Linked DNA regions of Anser cygnoides: region 2 is linked to region 1. A link is a contact called in public Hi-C data. All regions are on one chromosome and are shown on one strand. The core of a region is the stretch at or near the end of the contact, and the rest is flanking DNA. Distances in the headings are between cores, read along the strand shown. Region 1 holds the start of ZMYND11 (zinc finger MYND-type containing 11). Region 2 overlaps ZMYND11 (zinc finger MYND-type containing 11).

Evidence for each region. A called contact is a pair of places that touch in the nucleus more often than the background predicts.
Region 2: a contact with region 1 is called in a Hi-C map of granulosa cells, with 2.9 times the contacts expected there. The contact joins the enhancer-like site here to the promoter of ZMYND11 in region 1. A contact is called at or near these places in 4 of 7 Hi-C or Micro-C datasets (fetal liver, granulosa cells and liver).

The regions. Positions count from the first base shown.
Region 1 is chr2:11,079,391-11,084,573 of Taihu_goose_T2T_genome, reverse strand. It overlaps ZMYND11 (zinc finger MYND-type containing 11), which reads right to left and starts at 1,286. Exons shown (of 15, transcript XM_048050543.2): 1 at 1,075-1,286.
Region 2 is chr2:11,152,481-11,157,586 of Taihu_goose_T2T_genome, reverse strand. All of the region lies in intron 3 of ZMYND11 (zinc finger MYND-type containing 11), which reads right to left. Among named protein-coding and RNA genes, the nearest start is that of ZMYND11, 72 kb to the right of the region's middle. Within about 2 kb of position 3,731, at least 1 of the 3 cell types and tissues checked has open chromatin away from gene starts, as enhancers often do.

The DNA.
Region 1 (5,183 bases), core at 37-2,536:
TAAGCTCACCCCCAGCCCCGGCCCTCTCCCTGCCCGCCTGCGGGGAAGGGGAGTTATGGCCCCGCTCCCGGCTTGCGGGGAGCCGCCGTCTCCCCTCTGCGGAGGAGGCTCGGCGCTGTCGAGCAGCTGCCATTACTCGGGCCGAGACCCAAGCAGACATTCCCCCCCCACCCCCCCCCCCAAACCCCAGCGAGGAAACGCGGGGGCGGCGGGGGAGAAGCGAGAGAAAGGAAAAAAAAGGGCGGGGGGGGGAGAAAAGCGGGGAGCAAAGCTTGTGAGAATAGAGCCGGGGGGGCGGCGGGGCCGAGGCCGGGCTGCGCCACACCCCGCTCGGCCTCGCCTCTCACGCGAGTCCCCGGCTCCCCCGCGCCCTGCAGGCCCGGCGGAGCGCTGAGGGCACCGTTCCCCCCGGGGGGGGCCCTCTGCCCCTCTGCCCACCCCACCGCCTCCTCACGCCCCGACCCGATCCCGACCCGGGCTGAAAGTCTGGCGAAACCGCCGGCTTTTTTTTTTTTTTTTTTTATTGGAAGCCGAAAGCCGGCCGGGGAAGGCGTGTAAGGACAAAAATAATCGCCGTTAATAATCACACGCGCCCCGCCGCCGGCCCCCTTCTTCTCGATTTCCAAGCGGGCTGCGAGATAATCCTTCCCACTCCAAAAAAATAATATATATATATATACATATATATAAAAATCCCGCCTTCCGTCCCCGTCGGCCCCCCCCCACGCTCCCCCTCCCGCAGCCCCACACATTTTATTATTAAGTATAATTGCTCCCCCCTCCCCATATGCTCCCCCACGGGGCAGGATTGCCCCCTCCCCTCGTGCCCAGCCCTTCCCCTGTCCCCTCTCCCCCATCTCCTTGGAACAGTGTGTACATGATTTTGTAGTTTTTTTAAGGCGCCATGTTTATAATCCTCCATCATATTAAAAAAAAATCCACCCAGCATGAGACACGGTGTCTCTCGCACCCCAAAGCCAGGGAGGCAGACAGAGAAATATCCACAGGGCTGTAAATTCAACCCCCCCTCCCGCACACACACCCCTCCTCCCCAGACTTAAAAGTCTCTCTCACCTTGTGCTGCTGCCGCTGCTTCTGCTGCTGCAGGGGGGGAGAAGTTAAGCCAGGGGAAACTTTTCAATCCCTTCCCCAGGCCGCTGCTGCCTCCTCCTTCCACATATTTTTCCCCTCAGAGTTTTATTGTGTCTGAATTTTCTCTCTCTCTCTCCTCTTCTGTCTGTCCACAGTTCAGGTTTCTGGGGTAAACAGGGTTTAGGATGGTGCTAGGGATATTTGGGAGAAGGAGAACTCTAGTGGTGTCTGCTGGAGTTGCTGTTTGTTTCTTTTATTATTTTTTTTTTAATAATACATTTGAAACGGATCTTTAACTATTTATTATATATGTATTTTATCACACTCTTAGATCTGGATCCTCTCTTATTGCAGAGGAAAAAATTACCAGTTATCTGACCTCTTATCGTGAAACCCAGTTTGGAAAACATCTTTAAAAGTGGATACACACCTTGGGCAACAGAAACTAAAGCATATAGAAACAGTGTTCTGTCCCAGAATTGGCTATGTGTTCCAATTATGGGTCCACACTTTCACTGCAGGATTAGAAAATCTAGGTAATATGAAACTGTAGAGGTATATATATATACATATGTAAGTAGCAGGAAAACATGTACTTTTAATACCATTTTTACATAGACTATGAGATAAATATTAATTATTCATAAATGTCTAAGCAAATGCATTCTAAAGTTTCTGAAATACTCAAGGAATTAAATAATGGAACAGTAACACATTTTATAATTGATTAAACTCGACTAGCACTGTGACATACTTTATTAAAATACACTATAAGCTTAATCCCGTAAAATTTATGCATGCAAATAATTTTACTCACCTGAGTAGTCACTAGTATTATTAAAATAGTTTTGGAATACTAATAATGAAAAAAGATGCATCCATTCTGCCTGTTCAGTCAAAGAATTTAACACAATTTACACTCTGAACAGTGAAGGTTTCTCTAGTGTGTTTAGTAAATAAAATTTCTAGCAGTGTCTAAAACCACATTTTGTTTGAGACTGCTACATCAGGACTTCACCTCCACTTTTAAAAAATAAAATGCAAATAAGAGCTTGTTGAATGGCAGTGATAAAGCTTTACTTATGTTGTGTATTTAAATATGAAAGAACATTTTACATTATCTAAAATAAATAGATAGGAAAGAAAGTGCTGGTAATCTGTTTTCAAAGGGTACTTGAGGGGCTGGGCAGATACCAAACAGTGATACTATAGTTTATTAACTGCATTATATTGCTTTCATTAATAAAAAGCAAATGAGATTTATGGGCAATTTTTTAAGTAAGAAGGACACTCAGGAAGAGATTTAGTGTCAGTGTAATTACAAAAAGGCTACCTTATGTTAAGCATTTAGTTGTGATGTTTGGCTCAGATTTTGTTAAGACTTGTAATTTTCAAAAGACACTTGATTGAAATATATGCCAAGTTTCCATAGGATATTGGTGGCTTGGCTGCCTTAAGTTCCTCTGAAACCTGCTCTATACAAATTGTATCTGAGCTATATTTATATATGAAGGAAAATGTTTGGGTGCTTATCATTTCTACGGTTTCCACCATTCAGTCGAGCTGGCAGGTCTACTCAAGCAGGTGTGTTTTAGGCATACCAATTTTTGCTACCAGAAGCAAAGAGGAGAGAAAGGTACCCAGCAGCATACAGAACCGTCTTTAATTCTTCAGCTAAACCAGCCAGATACCCCATACAACCACGTTGGCTGGGGGGATTCTTTGGCATACATCCAAGACAAAGCTCCAATTCCACTCTCTGGTTCTTTAGTGAGAAGATTCATTACTCTGACACAGTGCCTTCTCCTTACCTATACAAATATTTACTTAAGGCAGAAGTTCAGCTATCTTCAGTATAAAAAGGTTTTAGCCCTTTATCTCTCAGGTCCCATAGAGAGCTGTCAAATAAATATTTAGGCCGCAGTTTCACGAACGCGGAAGCATATGCAGGATTGAATCCTTATGGTTTGCCTTACCTTACAGGGTTTTTTTTTTCCTGGAATCCACTGCTTGCCAACAATTTGTTGTAGTTAACATATTTGTAAAGGGTAGTCTGGACCGTCTCCAAATATTTGTTTCAGGATACAAATATTTGATTTTGTAAAGAACAAGGTATCCTAAAGCAAACATTTAGGGAGTGTCTACAACCATAACTACTTTACCTTGTGTGAGCTGATGGGCAGTGAATTAAATCAACTGTAGAGAAACAGGCATATAGTTTATATATGGGTGTTGGTGGGCCTTGTTTTGAAATGCTTTGATATCCTCTTTAGATCCCTCAGCTAGCCAGTTTTATTATATCGCCTTCGTGGTGCATATTGAAGGATAAAAATGATGCATTTCCCAATCATTTTGATTTATTTTTCACTGTATTGGAAAGACTTTTTTTATGTTCATTAAGATAAAGAATTGAAGTGACTCCAGCTGGTCTTGGTTAGCCTCGGTTCTTGCATTTATCAGCGTTTAGTGTGATATCTCCCATGCACGCTTCGCGGAGCCCTTTTGGCCATTAACTTTCCATCGGCAAAGCGAGCGAAGAGCTTTAAAGAGTTAACGCACAACTCCACTACCAAGCCGTGCAGGCTGAGACAGGCAGACAATAGGAAGGAAATCCCACCCTCCCACAGCACTGGGCAGCAGTATGTTTCCTCATAGGCGCTGGGAAATGTTTGTTAATACAAACGCTGGATTGGGGCCGTCTCCAGCCCCCCCCTCCCCAGGGCGAGGATTGGCTGCCGAAGCGGGCGAGAGGCGAAGGGAGGCCGGGGGAAATTGAGGCATTTCCTCCCTCCTCGGCCTCGAAGGTCCCTGGAAAGGATGAACGCGGAGCTGGGTGTGTGAAGCTGGACAGGCTCGTCTCAGGCTGAAGGAGCTCAGTTTGGGAACCAGTTTACCTGTCAAAACTCAATAGCTCGCAGTGTAATTGTAAGGGGTCCAGACATCTCTCTCTTTTCTTACTTGGTTGTGGAAAAAGAAAATGCACCACTACTGCAGTGTTAGAAAGCAAACACAATAAAGTTGCTTCCTTTCAAGTAAAAGTACATACAATAGAAATACATCAGGCTACACGTGTGCCAGTAATGTGCTGGTCAGGTCTACTGCAGCATTGTTGTCGGCATTGTTTCACATGTAGGCAGTACTGGAGGATAGGAGAAGAAGCTGAGCAAGGCAGAAGCACAGTTTTGCCAGCACGTGTGTCCAGCCTAAGAATGTAATTTGCTGCAGTGAGTTAAAGGGGTCACTGGACAGGTTCGTGGAAAAGAAATCCACTGCAGGTTGGAGCCACACAATCCACATGTCTTGGGAAGTCCCTGAGCCGAAAGCAGTTTGAAGCAACACTAGTGGGCACAAATACATATGTGCCTGGCTGGTGCTGTGTTCCTGACGTACCTTCTTATGGCCAGAACATGTTCTGGGCACAAGAAGGCTGCTGCTGCCTGCAGTTTCCTTTTAAACAATACTATTCCTTTTCAAGAGATCATTTTGCTTTCAGTGCTAGTACTGGACAATGCTACAATGTGTGGATGGGACCTTTTATTCATACCTCACTTTTTTTTACCATGCTCTTTTTTTAGTGGTACAACAAACATGGCTGAAAAAAGTCCACCTTACCTGGAGGGTTCCAGACACCAGGCTCAGCACTGTGAAAATGTTGGTTGAATGCTGCACTTGGTACAGCAGGGTTTTGCTGTGTCCTCCCTGCACAGGACCATGTGCTAGGCTAAAAAACATGCAGCCCAACCTTCTCCTCCAGGACTTTCTACCGTCTTCCTGACTGAACCAAAGCTACCCATTAGGTGCTCAGATCTTTGTAGGAGAGCTGCCTCTTGCAGATGGTGCCAACCCACTTTAGTGCATGCTCAGCTCCCAGCCACACTGAAACAAACATAGCTTAAATGTGTTTCCTGAGAGGCAGGTCTGTGCTGTGTTGTGATCGGAGAAGTATTAATGCAGCAAATTAGTGTAAATTTTTCATCAGAACAAAGCTTAGCAACATAGTTTTCTTTGCAGTAAAAATCTCAGCAATGCATTTTGTTTAGGAAGTTGGGGGGAAGGGAACAAAACCTTAATAACAACAGACTCAGGAAATC
Region 2 (5,106 bases), core at 2,482-4,981, 71 kb before region 1:
ATGCCATTAACATAACTCATTTCTTACCTGTTAATCTGTTTTCTCCAAGTCCCTTAATGGTAGCCCAGATACTCGGTAATAAGTCACTCTACTATCAGGTGGAGAGAGGAAAAGGGAGGGGGAAAAAAGGCAAAACTCTATTCTTGAAACTCCCCTTTATGGGGATTTGCTGGTTTCACACTGTTGAACTAGATTTCCCAAGCCATCCAAATTATGGCTATCCTTTGGACCCAAACAGTAAGCTAAAAAAAAAAAAGGGTCACATAGATGGGAAAAACAATTATAAGTCAGTTATTTCTTTGGCGCAATCATGTTTATTCATGAATAACATACATACAGTTCTGTTGTCCTAAATTCAGTATGACGCAAACGAAGGAAAGCATTTTCCATGGAGCTCATGGTTCCCAGCCTTTTCCTGTGTGGCACTTTGTCCCATAGCACTCTTTCAACTTTTTTTTTTTTCCAGGTGTTCTGTTTCAAGTGCTTCTCCAGAGTTTCTTTGCTGCTTACCTATGTGCTGCTGTGGTGTTTCTCTATAACTCTCATACACACCCGTGCACACACAGCTCCTTCCAAATCACTGCATATTTATTCAGACCTACCTGTGTACAAAGTCATGGTCAGCCCTGTTCAGTGTCTGCATTTTAAACAGTCCCGACAACTCCAGCTGTCTAACTAATAAAGAACTTAAAACAGCCTTTTTTTAACATTTAGTCTAGAGGAAGAGTATTAGCGGATACACTGTAAGATTTCACCCAGACTGTATCATAACAACACTTCTGGTCTGTCACAGTACAGGAATCTAGAACGGCAACAAGGTCCAAGCTAGCAGAAAGAAGTCATTTCCAAAATAAAACCTATTTGAAAATAGTAGCATGCTATATTTATTTCAAGACATTTTCAAATCACCAATCCAAAACTTTAGTGGAATCTTTTCCTGATTATTTTGTAACCCTTTAAAAACTGGAAAGAATCTCAATGAATAAATTCCTATGATTCCTCTGACATCTAATGAGATAATTGGGCCATGCTCAATTTAAAGATGCTATTCCCGAGGCAAATGTTCTGGATTCAGTTTCTTCAGGTGTATTTCAGGATTCAGGAACAGTCACAAGGAACACTTCTTTCCTCTGATTCCTTCAGCTAAGGGAGAAGCTTTTTAAGTTTTGGATTCTGCTGTTCACGTCTCTTAGTTGGCTTTCAGTAACTCTTCACCAGAATCAAACAGAAGTTGACTACCAGTCTGTATCAAGCAGACAGATACATCAAAAGAAATGCCTCCCACAAGGACTACACATTCCTTTTTCACATCTTGCGTTTTGCAACCTATATCCATCATCATCTGCTGGTGGGAAGAACTTCCTATCTTCTGTACTTAATCTTTCATATTTCAAACTTCCTGAGGCAAATGGAAAGCCTTTGTTATGATAGCAAGAGGTGGTACTGCATTCTAGCATGAATGTATCTACAATGCCATCACTCCATCGAACTTTTCTTCAGTATCTGAGTCCTCTCCTTAAGAGGTCCCAGGGCATGCTGCACTTTAAACAAAACCCCAAAGCAATAGCTATTTCTAAACAAATTTTCCATTGTTAATCTACCTGTTCCTTTCTGTCTTTTTCAGGCAGCATCCGAGCTTTTCCTATCCAAGCTTTTTGAATACACGAGCTTTGCTACAGGTAATTGTTAAAACTTTGCAGTGCATTTTTCAGTCTTGATGATTCACAAATGTAATAAACTACTGTAGGGGTGCACTATCTACAGCACTCCTGTCCTCCGGTACAAAACCTGATGGAAATGCTTCTTACTTATACATTTGCTCTAAACAGCTACTACACCCTTAAATGATTGGTCTGTTCATCGACACTTCTCTCAGAGCATAAATATCTGAAACTGTGTCCCATACTAAAGCACTCTGAAAGAAGCACGGACAAGATTAGGTGCGAGAGCCCTTAAGAACTGTGGAAATGCTAAACCACGTTCAATTTTGAAGTGTCTCCCACTATCCACTGCTTTTGCACTGCTGTTGAACTTCCAAGTGACTGCTCTGTAATAAAAGTTTCACAAAATGTGCCTGTTCATCTATGGAGCTGGACAAGGCAGATCCGTATTCCTTCCTTCAGAGGAAGACTAGCAGTTAGGCACCTAGTACACGCACAGTTGCCTCTTTTTTAAGCATGCTGTATCTCACTGGGTACAGTCCCCAGTAAGAAATCTTACCACGAATCACTAGCAGATGTCTTGGTTTTCAGTCAGACAGTAGAGTGTATTAAATACTACCTGGGTCTAACAAATGCAACGCGTCATGGAGCACCATTCCCATTGTCTTCGAACACAGTGGAGACACTGCATATGTTTTTCTCCACAGGTCCTAGCCTGCTGTGAGAGCAGTCTTCCTCCTGCCCTTTGGGTCAGCCTTCTCTTCATGACACAACATCCTCGGCTCCATCTATTTCTCAGTGAGCAAGAATCCTCCTGTAAACTTGCATTCAGTACCCCACTGAATCTGCTCTTCTCTTTTCTTCATCACAACGATGGGTAAGGCTCAGAACTGAAGAAGGCAAGATTAATTGCTTGATGGCTCCGAGGACTTATCCATCTCTGCAGCACATAAATAGTGAGCTAGCTGTTTAATAAAGTATTTCCCTTTTATCATTGCTGTACAGGATCCATACTTGATCAGGATGATTGCTTTACAGTGATAAAGCTTCTTAGATCATCCCATGTTTTACATTTAACGTTAGAGTAAATTCAGCATCAAAGTAAGCTCATTTTCTCCCCAGTAGTTTCCTTGTATATATGTATTTACTAAACACATTGGCTCCTGTTTTGCTTGGTATTTTTTTTCCTGCTGCTTTTGCTCATCAGAAGTGCTCAGCAAATAAGCAAGCATCCATCTCTCCTTCAAAGCCAAAAAGATGTCAGCAGCTAGAATCCCTTTATGAAAATTGTTTCACTTTATCTTCTCCTTCCTTTTCTAAAACCCTACTGCAGCAAGTAGCTACAATGATCTGTGCTTTTACAGACAGGATAATCTGTCCATTGCAAATCAGTTGCCTTTTTATAGATCCTTTCCTTTGATGACCTGGGCTTCATCTTTAAAATGGATTTCCACAAACTGACTTTGTAGGACACTTTGTGGTATTCATTACTTACACTTTATCACAAAAAGAAATCCAAAGCAATAATGACTTCATATGTCCTCACAACTACCTAGTCATCTTGCTTAACCTCAAGTACTTTATTTATTTATTATGGCTCATTTTATACGGATTTTCAGAATATCAGCCAACAACTAATTTGTTCCATTATTTTTAATTTCTCTCACTTTAGAGATCATTTTTATCCTGAAAAGAACATAAAATCATCAGTCAGGAGACAGACCAAAATCTCTTTCTCCGTAATATGTATTAAACACAGATGCGTTTATAGGCTCGTGATAATCCATTTTCGTTTTCTTCACTGATAACTGCTTCCAGTTCTGATGCACACATGCAAGAAGACTCAGGTTCTGCAGTGAATTCCAGAGCCTCTCCGTACTCTTTTGGCTTTCGTTCACTGAGTTTAATCTGCAAGCCCAAGTTTGTCTAATTAATTTATTGCCAGTTTGTCTTAGAAGTCTTCTGTTTCTGGCAGAAACCGCCGAAATCTTCTCTGGATGCCTGCCACGACAGGTAGATTTTTATTCCCTCTCCTATCTTGTATTTATGTTCTGGCCAGTTCAAGGTGATTGGCTCCAAAGTACAGAGCCCGTCTCTAACTCCCAGAGCTAATGAAGACGGGAACTTTTTCCAAGAAGTGTAGTAGCATGCCAGCAGCCAAAACAACTGCTAAAATCCCTCTGTGTTTATCTTCTCAGCCTATGAGCTGTGTTCCTGAAGCAATGAATAAATCTCAGTTTCCCTCCCCAGAAGATCATGTTTGGGTAGCAGTAGTATATATTATTTGAGGTGAGGCAATGCGAACATTCTCCTCCAGGATATTAGAAATAGAATATGATCTTAAATGAAAATAATTTTTTTCCTTCTTCGCGTTCCAAGTGAGTTCAAGGTTAATAGAAACTTGCAACTTATCTGCTCAGAAACTGGATTCACTTCTGCTATTAATGTCACCATTTTTTACTTAGGTTGAACCAAGAGGAGGTTTGTAGGCTGTTTTCATTAGGGAGATAAATCAGTGATGGAGTGAAGTATTTATTAGGTGCAGTGCCTTTTATTTCCACATATTTTTATTATGTATGTGAAGGTTTTGTTCTTTTTTGACACAAGATGAATCCAGATCAGGAAAAAAGAAACAAAAAACAAAAACCAACCATTATTTCCTTGTAGTTCCAAGCCTCTTTCCAAGAAGCACTGTGCACAAAAGGGCTCGCCCTCCACTCTTCTTTCTTAGCATATGTTTACATTGCTTTCCTGGCCATATCTTCTCCATGAGATTTTGTACTGTTTTTCTAGTTGATGTTTCTCCACACACAGTTTCCTCAAACAATAGTCCAACCTTTTTTATCTGAACCAACAACAAAACTTCCTACATAACTCCAACTTCTTGTCTTTTTCCCCTGTGTCATAGGTGTGGCTGGTACGGCTCCAGCTGTCAGTGATATGAAAGAATGAGGTCTGCATTTATTGTGAATGAAGCATGAATGTTAATAAGTTAATCAGCTTCAACAAAGCTTCATTCAGTGACCAGCATGGCATCACAAGAACCAACGTAACTGCCAGAGATGCACAGCAGTTTGCATCCACAAACTGAATGAAAACAATGCTACCATGTTGGCACAAAAGAAGTGAATAGCAACAACAATAAACAAACAAACAAAAAACACAAAATGCACATTTTCAGAACAAGCTCAAGATGGGCTGGTCTAAGTCATCTAATCTATTAAAATAATTTGAGTCCCATGGGGGAAGCGTTATGTGCACTAGTTTGACTAGTCTGCTTCAAACCTGGAAGTAAACTACCATTCTCCTGAACACCCTTTCAGGCAGCAAAAACATTTTGTGAAATCTGTGAACAACAACATCAGTATCTCAACTACAGAGCAGTGAGTGAAAACCTTAAAGAAGAAAACAGCACTAGACTGACTGAATTTTTAACAGTCAAGTT